Linked DNA regions of Mus musculus: region 2 is linked to region 1. Evidence: chromatin contacts called from public promoter capture Hi-C data. All regions are on one chromosome and are shown on one strand. Each heading gives the region's core, a stretch centred on a gene start, on an enhancer-like site or on the middle of the called end of the contact. The rest is flanking DNA. Distances are from core to core; before and after follow the strand shown. Region 1 holds the start of Rnf10 (ring finger protein 10). Region 2 holds the start of Rpl6 (ribosomal protein L6).

What was found. Promoter capture Hi-C pulls out the DNA fragments that hold promoters and counts their contacts.
Region 2: a promoter capture Hi-C map of cranial neural crest shows a contact between it and region 1. The contact joins the promoter of Rpl6 here to the promoter of Rnf10 in region 1.

Annotation. Positions count from the first base shown.
Region 1 is chr5:115,270,872-115,274,884 of GRCm38.p6, forward strand. It overlaps Rnf10 (ring finger protein 10), which reads right to left and starts at 2,024. Exons shown (of 17, transcript NM_016698.2): 1 at 1,386-2,024. The coding sequence starts at 1,542.
Region 2 is chr5:121,202,744-121,206,756 of GRCm38.p6, forward strand. Rpl6 (ribosomal protein L6) reads left to right here and starts at 1,758. Exons shown (of 7, transcript NM_011290.5): 1 at 1,758-1,809; 2 at 2,663-2,920; 3 at 3,011-3,112; 4 at 3,924-4,013. The coding sequence starts at 2,663. It overlaps LOC115490270 (a small nucleolar RNA gene), which reads left to right and starts at 2,267; the gene lies at 2,267-2,400.

The sequences.
Region 1 (4,013 bases), core at 774-3,273:
TCCAGGAGACCCCCTCTCCCACTCCCAGTGTTACTAAGTCTCCTGGAGTTCTTTGTGTAGGGTTCAGGTTCCTAGGCTCCTCCCCACGCTCAGGTTCACTGGTGGATATGCATAGAACTCATACACATGCTTGCTGACATGTATATGCACATGCATACAGATGTGTGAAAGAAGGACATGAAGGAGATTAGCGGAAGGTTACACAGGAAGCTTTGGAGGGAGGAAAGAGAAGGAGAAACATTGTAATTAAACCACAATCTGAAACTTGGCTGTGTCTGAGATTTTGGAGGTGCTTGAGAAGCAGAGGCAGGTGGATCTCTGAGTTCAAGGCCAGCCTGGTCTATAGAGTGAGTTTCAGGACAGGCAAGGATGCAAAGAGAAACTTGTCTCGAAAAACCAAAAGACTGATTGAAAAAAAAATTACTATCTCAAAAATACTGCCAACATGGTAAAAGTTTAAAAGAGATTTGTACACAGCTCTGACACAAGATGGAGAATGCTGGACTCGGGATTCTGCCATCTCCTAATCCACAGCCTAGTTTATTCTCTGCGGTGGAATAACTCCTGGCTAGACAGGTTAAACGATTAGAGTAGTGCTATCACACCTAAAAGCCTACCCGTGTGCTTTGTGCATAATCAGTAAGTAGTATTATTATATTATTATAATAATATCATTATTATTATGTTATAGTAATACTAAGAAGCCTGACTACACACATCACTCTCTCTCTCACACACACACACACACACACACACACACACACCATGAAAGCCAAGCCCATATAACCTACCGCACACAAACAGGCATAATATTTAGGCAAAAAGTTGTCAAGTACTCTAAGCGCTTAGCCCATTTACTTAATAGTGTGTATTAGCAAACTCAAGGACTGAACCTAAATGAACTGAATGCAGGGTCTGCATGCTTTACTATCACGCCGAGCAACGCCATCCCAACATGAGTCCTCTTAAACAGAGGAGCAGACCCGGTGCCAGATTTAAGTCTGAAAATCCTCGGGCCTCACCCTCTCTTATTCAAACTTGAATGCCACCCAAAGCTAATCCGACACTAGAAGAGAAAACAAAGTCAATTGTTTTAGAGCCTGGACCGACGGTGAGTCACACAAAGCCAGGTCTTGAGGCCTTCTGTGAGGTGCTTGCCACCTGGATGACCTTAACCCTTTCCAAAATCTCAGATCCCTCATCTGCAAAATGGGGCTAAGAATAGCGCCTACTTCAGCCAGCTGTTTTGAATATGAATGCAAGGGCCCAAATTAACCACGCAGCGCAGATCGGCTTAACCGTAAATACTGGATGTCAGTGCAAGCGGAAGGTGGGTCGTTTGTCCCTCCTCCCCCAAGTGACCCGGCAGACCCGCCGGCTCTTACCACTCTTGGGTTTAGACTCGCCGGCCGGCCCCGCCGAGGCGGAGCGGGGCGGCTGTTGCCCTTTGCTGCTGCCCGAGGAGGCGGAGGAGCTGTTGGAGCCGCTGTTCTTGTCCATGTCGGAGGCGGTGGCGGCGGCGCTGGGGGAGCTCTGCGGCATCAAAGGGGGCCTCGGCGGCGACGGCGGTCGGAGCGGAGCGGGCGCGGCGGGGACCCAGGCTCATGGCGTTCAGGGCCGGCGGGGGTCGGCGGCGGCAGCGGTTCTCGGCCTTCATGGCGACATTTTTCCTTGTTTCCTTCCTCAGCTTCTCAAAATGGAAGGAGAAGCGGCAAGGTGGGGTTGTGGGGCCCAGAGGCGGCGGTGACCGAAGAGGAGGACGAGGACGAGGAGGAGGAGGAGGAGGAGGCCGGGGCTCGGAGGTCCGGGCCGGGCCTGGCGGGGCAGAGGCTGCGGGGGAAAGGGAGGCGCGGGAGGGTCGCGAGCCCCGCCGGCCGGCCGGACACGCTCTCCCGCCGCGGGGCAGGAGAGAGGGCTGGCTGTCTCGGTGCCGGGGACCGGGGTCTCCGACACAGCGACCGACACTCGCCTCTGGGCCGAGGCCGAGCTGCTCCGGGAATGGCGACGAGTCGCCAAACAGCATCTCCAAGAACCCGGATGGACTATTTATATAGTTGCCAGGCGGGCGTGGTGCATTCTGGGAAGTGTAGTCTTTTACCTACATCCGGGTCCTAGGGGAGGGACCGCTTGTGCCTGCCAATGCTTTTTTTCTCTCTTCCCTGTTCGAGGTTTCTTTTCCTTCCCGCCTCCCTAGCGGGTTCCTTCTTTTTGAGACAATGTTTCATTTTGTAGTCCTAACGGGACCTGAACTCTTTGTGTGCAACAGTCTGGCTTCCAATTCACAGATATTCCTCGCCAGTGCTTGGATTTTTTTCTTTTTTTAAAAAAAAGATGTGTGGGTGTCTGGCCTCCTACAATACCAAGCAAACACGTGGTATACAGACATACTCATATAGACAAAACACCCATACACAAAATTTTTTAGAAAACCAAGTGGAGTGTGATGGCCCACCTGCAATTCCGGTGCACCGGAGACAAGAGATCTGGAAATTCCCAGAACAAACTGGCTAGCCAGACTAGCTCAAATGGTGAGTCTACCTAGCCATTCTGTGAAGAATGTGGAGAGTCTTGGAGGAAAACACTCAATGGCAGCCTCAGAACTCCATGTACACCTGTGCATACGTGTAAGATTTTTCATACACGTATGCATGCCACATTCATATATAAAGATCGGTAAGAAGCAACATTCGAAACACCAACAAAGAGAAACAACATAGTACAGTTAAGTAAGGAGATGCTAATCAAACACGTTTCAATAGAAAAGCATCCCAGCTTGAGAGGGATAAAAGAGGACTTCTTAGAAATGCTGTGTCATGTGACACACACAGGACGAATGGAATTTGGGGGGGGGGGGCTGTTAGGGATCAAATCCAGAGCTCCATGCTCACAATCTAGTTTTCTACCTCTAAGCTACTACCTCATCTAGCCGATGAGTGGAATTTTAGCAATCGTGTATGTAGGAGAACTAGAGTGGCTCATGCCTGTATCACTAATACTCAAGAAGCAGAGACAGAAGACGGATGCCAGTGGTGCACATCTTTAATCTCAGCACTCAGGAGGCAGATGCAGGTGGATCTCTGAGTTCAAGGCCAGCCTGGTCTACAGAGCAAGTTTCAGGTCAGCTGGGGCTACACAGAAAAACCTTGTCTCAAAAAAATAAATAAATAAACAGAGACAGGAAGTGCAGAGTGTAAGGCTAGCATGTGCTACATAGTGAGACCATGTTCCTTATAAGAGAGAAAAAGAATAAAAGCAGACAGTGTAGTGTAGTCACAGGGCCCTTGCATGGGCAAAGTTCTGATTTGATCCTCAGTATCATAAATGGGAAAGGAACAAGAATGTGCGGGCCAAGCCAGGCAGTGGTGGCGCACACCTTTAATCCCAGCACTTGGGAGGCAGAGGCAGGGCAAAAAAGAAAGAAAAGAAAAGAAAAAAAGAAAGAAAGAAAAATGAAAAAAGCAGGAGTCAGACTCTTATTTGGTTCCTTATTATCATATAGTATATGAGATATTATTTAGTATGGAAGGAATCAGTTTAAAATGACATGGAGATCCATAGAACTATAACTTGGGGGGGAGGGGTTTGCTAGAGAGATGGCTCGGAGGTTAAGAGCACTGAATGCTTTTCCAGAGGTCCTAAACTCAATTCCAAATCACAAACATGGTGGCTCACAACCATCTGTAAGGTGATCCACTGCCCTCTTCTGGTGTGTCTGAAGATAGCTACAGTGTACTCACATATATAAAATAAATAAATCCATTTTTAAAAAGGAACTATAATTTTTCAGTTTTTTGGTTGTTATTTTATTTTTGTGTTTACACATGTTTTACCAGCTAGTATGTCTGTGCCATGTGTCTCTAGATACCAGAAGAGAGGATTGTATACCCCAGCACTGGAATTAAAGCACCATATAGGCTCTGGGAATCAAACCCAGGTCCTCTGGAAGAGTAGCTAGTGTTCTTAATTGCTGAGCTATCTCACCTGAAAGGACTCTGGCTAGCCTGAGTGTGGTG
Region 2 (4,013 bases), core at 508-3,007, 5.9 Mb after region 1:
ACCAGAAGGGCTGGGGAAGAGAGAGAGAATCGGATTGTACTCTGAGGTCTTCACAGTGCTCTGTTTTCTGTGGTCTTCAGTGTCATGAGGTCTTTAGAGGCAGCCCACCACTCCCTCTTTCACCTTTAACCACAGCCAGAGAAAGGGAAGAGATTCCTGGAGACTCAACCATGAAGATGGGGTTTAGAGCCGAATTGAAGGGCCACAGACATGGCTCAGTGGGTCAGGTGCTTGCTACAAAGTTCTGAGTTCCATTCATGGGACCCACACTGTGGGACAACAAAAGTGGTTGTAAGTTGTCCTCAGACCTCCACCCACACAGCACACACACCCACACACACACACACACATATAGAAAGTCAAGAGAGGGTGGGTGGCTATGGGGGACTTTTGGTATAGCATTGCAAATGTAAATGAGCGAAATACCTAATAAAAAATGGAAAAAAAAAAAAAAGAAAAAAAAAAAGAAGATAAAAAAAAAAAAAAGAAAGTCAAGAGAAAAGCTCCTACCACTAGCAACAGGCAACAGACAAGTAGAAGACAATAGAAATCATGTGTATACGTCGTTCTAAGCACTATGAGGTAGAGGATAATTGTTATATGCGGGGCCTGTGATGACCTAAGTCCTCTTAAGATGACTGATCTCTAGGCCTCATGTGGTAGAGAGAGCCGGCGTCCCCAAGTTGTCCACTGACTTCCATCTGTATGCTGGGGCATGCATCCACTCCCCACTCCCACATGCTCACATAAGCATACACATAAAATAAAATGTAATAAAAAGTAAGGCACTGTCAGGTATACAGTGTCATTTTTCAAAGGATAGTAGCTTATTTAAAAATGTAATGAACAAAAAAGTTTTATTTTAAATCTTATTTATTTTTTCCTATTTAATTTGTTTATTTTGTTTTGGGGGCAGGGTTTGCTTGCATAGCCTTGGCTCTCCTAGAACTAGCTTTGTAGTTCAGGCTGGCCTCAAACTCACAGAGATCTACCAGCCTCTGCCTTCCTAGTGCTGGGATTGAAGGGGTGTGCCACCACTGTCAGACTTTTTTTTTTTAAAGATTTATTTATTTATTTATTATTTATGTATTTGGTTTTCAAAACAGGGTTTCTCTGCATAGCCCTGGCAAGATTTATTTATCTTATGTATATGAGTACACTACACTGTAGCTGTCTTCAGACACACCAGAAGAGGGTATGGGATCCCATTACAGATGGTTATGAGCCATCATGTGGTTGCTGGAAATTGAACTCAAAAAACTCTGGAAGAGCAGCCAGTTCTCTTAACCACTGGGCCATCACTCCAACCCTAACCTTTAGTTTTTAGAAGATAACTCTGGCCAGGCGTGGTGCAACACGCCTTTAATCCCAACACTTGGGCGGCAAAGGCAGGTGGATTTCTGAGTTCGAGGCCAGCCTGGTCTACAGCATGAGTTCCAGGACAGGCAGGGCTACACAGAGAAACCCTGTCTCGAAAAACCAAAAAAAAAAAAAAAAGAAGAAGAAGGAGGAGGAGGAGAAGAAGAAAACTCTGTAAAGTCCTTTCTTCCACCACATGAGTCGCAAGGCTCAAAGTCTGTTCATCATTTTAGGAGAAAGCGCTTTTACTTGCTCAGCCATCTCAGCTGCCCTTACCTATTAGGGTGGGGGTGGGGCCTGGGGGGACGTTCCCTAGGTGCATTGCCACGGAGTAAAGAAAAACTACATTTCCCATGATGCCCCATACAGGAAGGAAGTGATCTTGGTCACCTCCCGTCATTGCTTATAGACCGGAAGCCGCTGCCTTAGTTCTCTTTCCCGTCTTGCAAGGTAGGAATGGCGGGCGTCTGTGTGGCAGCGGCTTTCGGGACCCCAATCCTCGTCCATCCGAAATTGGGGGACATCCGGGGATCACTACCCAGGGCCGCCTATGGTCGGGATCATTCGCCAGATCTCTCGGGAGCTTCATTTCTGTCAGCGTGGGTTGGCGGGGGGCTAAGAACGAGCGTAGCGCCCGAGATGGTCGCTGGGCCCTGCCGGCTGCCGTAACCTGGGGAGGGTTGGAGGGCCTGTGTTGCGACTTGCGACCCTGCAGTGGGGGTTCCAGAACCTTCTGTTGAGCCTGTCTTGGCCACGTTGGGCTTCGCGACTGAAGGTGGGGAACCGCGTCCCCGGAAGACGACCGGAGAGCACCGCTGTCGGCTACTTTGCGGAGCTGGGGCCATCGTGGTGGCTTCGGGACCTAGGGCGACACCAGAGGGGGAGGTCTCGGGTGTTCCGTGCTGGTGCATGGGTTTGGATTTATGGCAGGCCCGTTCCCCTGGGTCTGTCATAGTGTCCCGTGCTAGAGCAACCCGTGGCCCCGAACCATTGCCTGGCCTCTGCCTGTAGGCTGCTGGCACTGAAGTGGGTCGCACAGAAGAGCCTCGAGATTCTGGGCTTCCTTGCCTGTGTAGACACTAGCAAAGATTGTCTTTGGTTTTCTGATTCACAAAAATGGAAGAATAAGATAAGGAACCACAAAAAAGTTTTTTAGCAAAAAAAAAAAAACAAAAAAACTAATAGTGCTAGATACTTAACCCTGTGTTTGGAAGGAAGAGGCATTGCAAGCATCAGAGGATGGTTTTCATACTAGCTTGTTGACAAATGGTTGATGAAATGCCTTTATTGTTTATATCCCTAGATGGCGGGTGAAAAAGCGCCTGATACAAAGGAGAAGAAACCTGCGGCCAAGAAGGCTGGCAGTGATGCTGCTGCCTCCCGGCCCCGGGCCGCCAAAGTAGCCAAAAAGGTTCACCCTAAGGGTAAAAAGCCCAAGAAGGCGAAGCCCCATTGCAGCCGAAACCCTGTCCTGGTGAGAGGAATTGGCAGGTACTCCCGATCTGCTATGTACTCCAGGAAGGCCTTGTACAAAAGGAAATACTCGGCTGCCAAGACCAAGGTAGGAGAGGGAACGGATGGCCCACTATGATGCCTTATTCCTGCGTTTGAGGTCTGGCAGGATCCTGGATTGATGGGTTTGTCTTTGTAGGTTGAGAAGAAGAAGAAAAAAGAGAAGGTCCTTGCTACTGTCACCAAAACAGTTGGTGGGGACAAGAACGGTGGCACCCGGGTGGTGAAGCTTCGAAAAATGGTGAGATCTAGTTTGGGTTGCTTTCCTTGGGGTTAGGGTTGAGGCTTGTCTGAAAGAGGCTATGTCAGTCAAGTCTAGTTGGGATAAGCTCTCAGGCTGGGGGTGTAGCTCATAGTGGGACCAGCACACTGGGGTTCTGGCTACTCCATTGCTGGCAAGTGGAAGGTGGGTATTTATCAAACTTGTGGTATTGATGTCTAGTTTTCCCTCTTGAAGAAAGTGGGTGTGTGCCTTCTGCCAAGGTAGAAGAGGTATGATGCGCTTTGTACCTTTGCCTCGGGTAGCCTGGTCTGATCTGAAACTCCCTTCTGAGCCACCTTCCCCATATTTGGCTGTGACCTTAACTCCTAAGAAGTGTGTTAGAGTTCCAAGCCCCAAGGAAAGCTTGGGAATGAGTGGAGAGATGCCTCGGGGTAAGGGGACAGTGCTGTTCCCAGCCTCTGCTACAGGCTCTTCCCAGCCACCTGGAACTCCCACTCCCAAGGATAACTCAGTGGCACATGTACTCATGGGCATACCCAGGGACACATGCAAACCGCATTCCTTTAATCCCAGCCCTCGAGGGGCAAAGGCAGGCTGATCTCAATGTTCTAAGCCACCCAGGGCTACAGAGAAACCCTGTCTCAGAAAAGCAAAACAAGCCAAACACTTTTTAAAAAGGTTAGAGTGTCTGTCTCCAGTGTGCCAGAGGTTCCTTTCTGTGTTGTCAGTGGGGCTTGACTCTTGGGGTTTTCAAGGCTGTGTCTCTGAATGCAGCTCTGGTGGGCTGAGCAGATTGCTCAATGGTGTGTGGTGCCGGTGCTCTCTCCAGCCTAGGTATTATCCCACCGAAGATGTTCCTCGGAAGCTGCTGAGCCACGGCAAGAAGCCCTTCAGCCAGCACGTGAGAAGGCTACGCTCC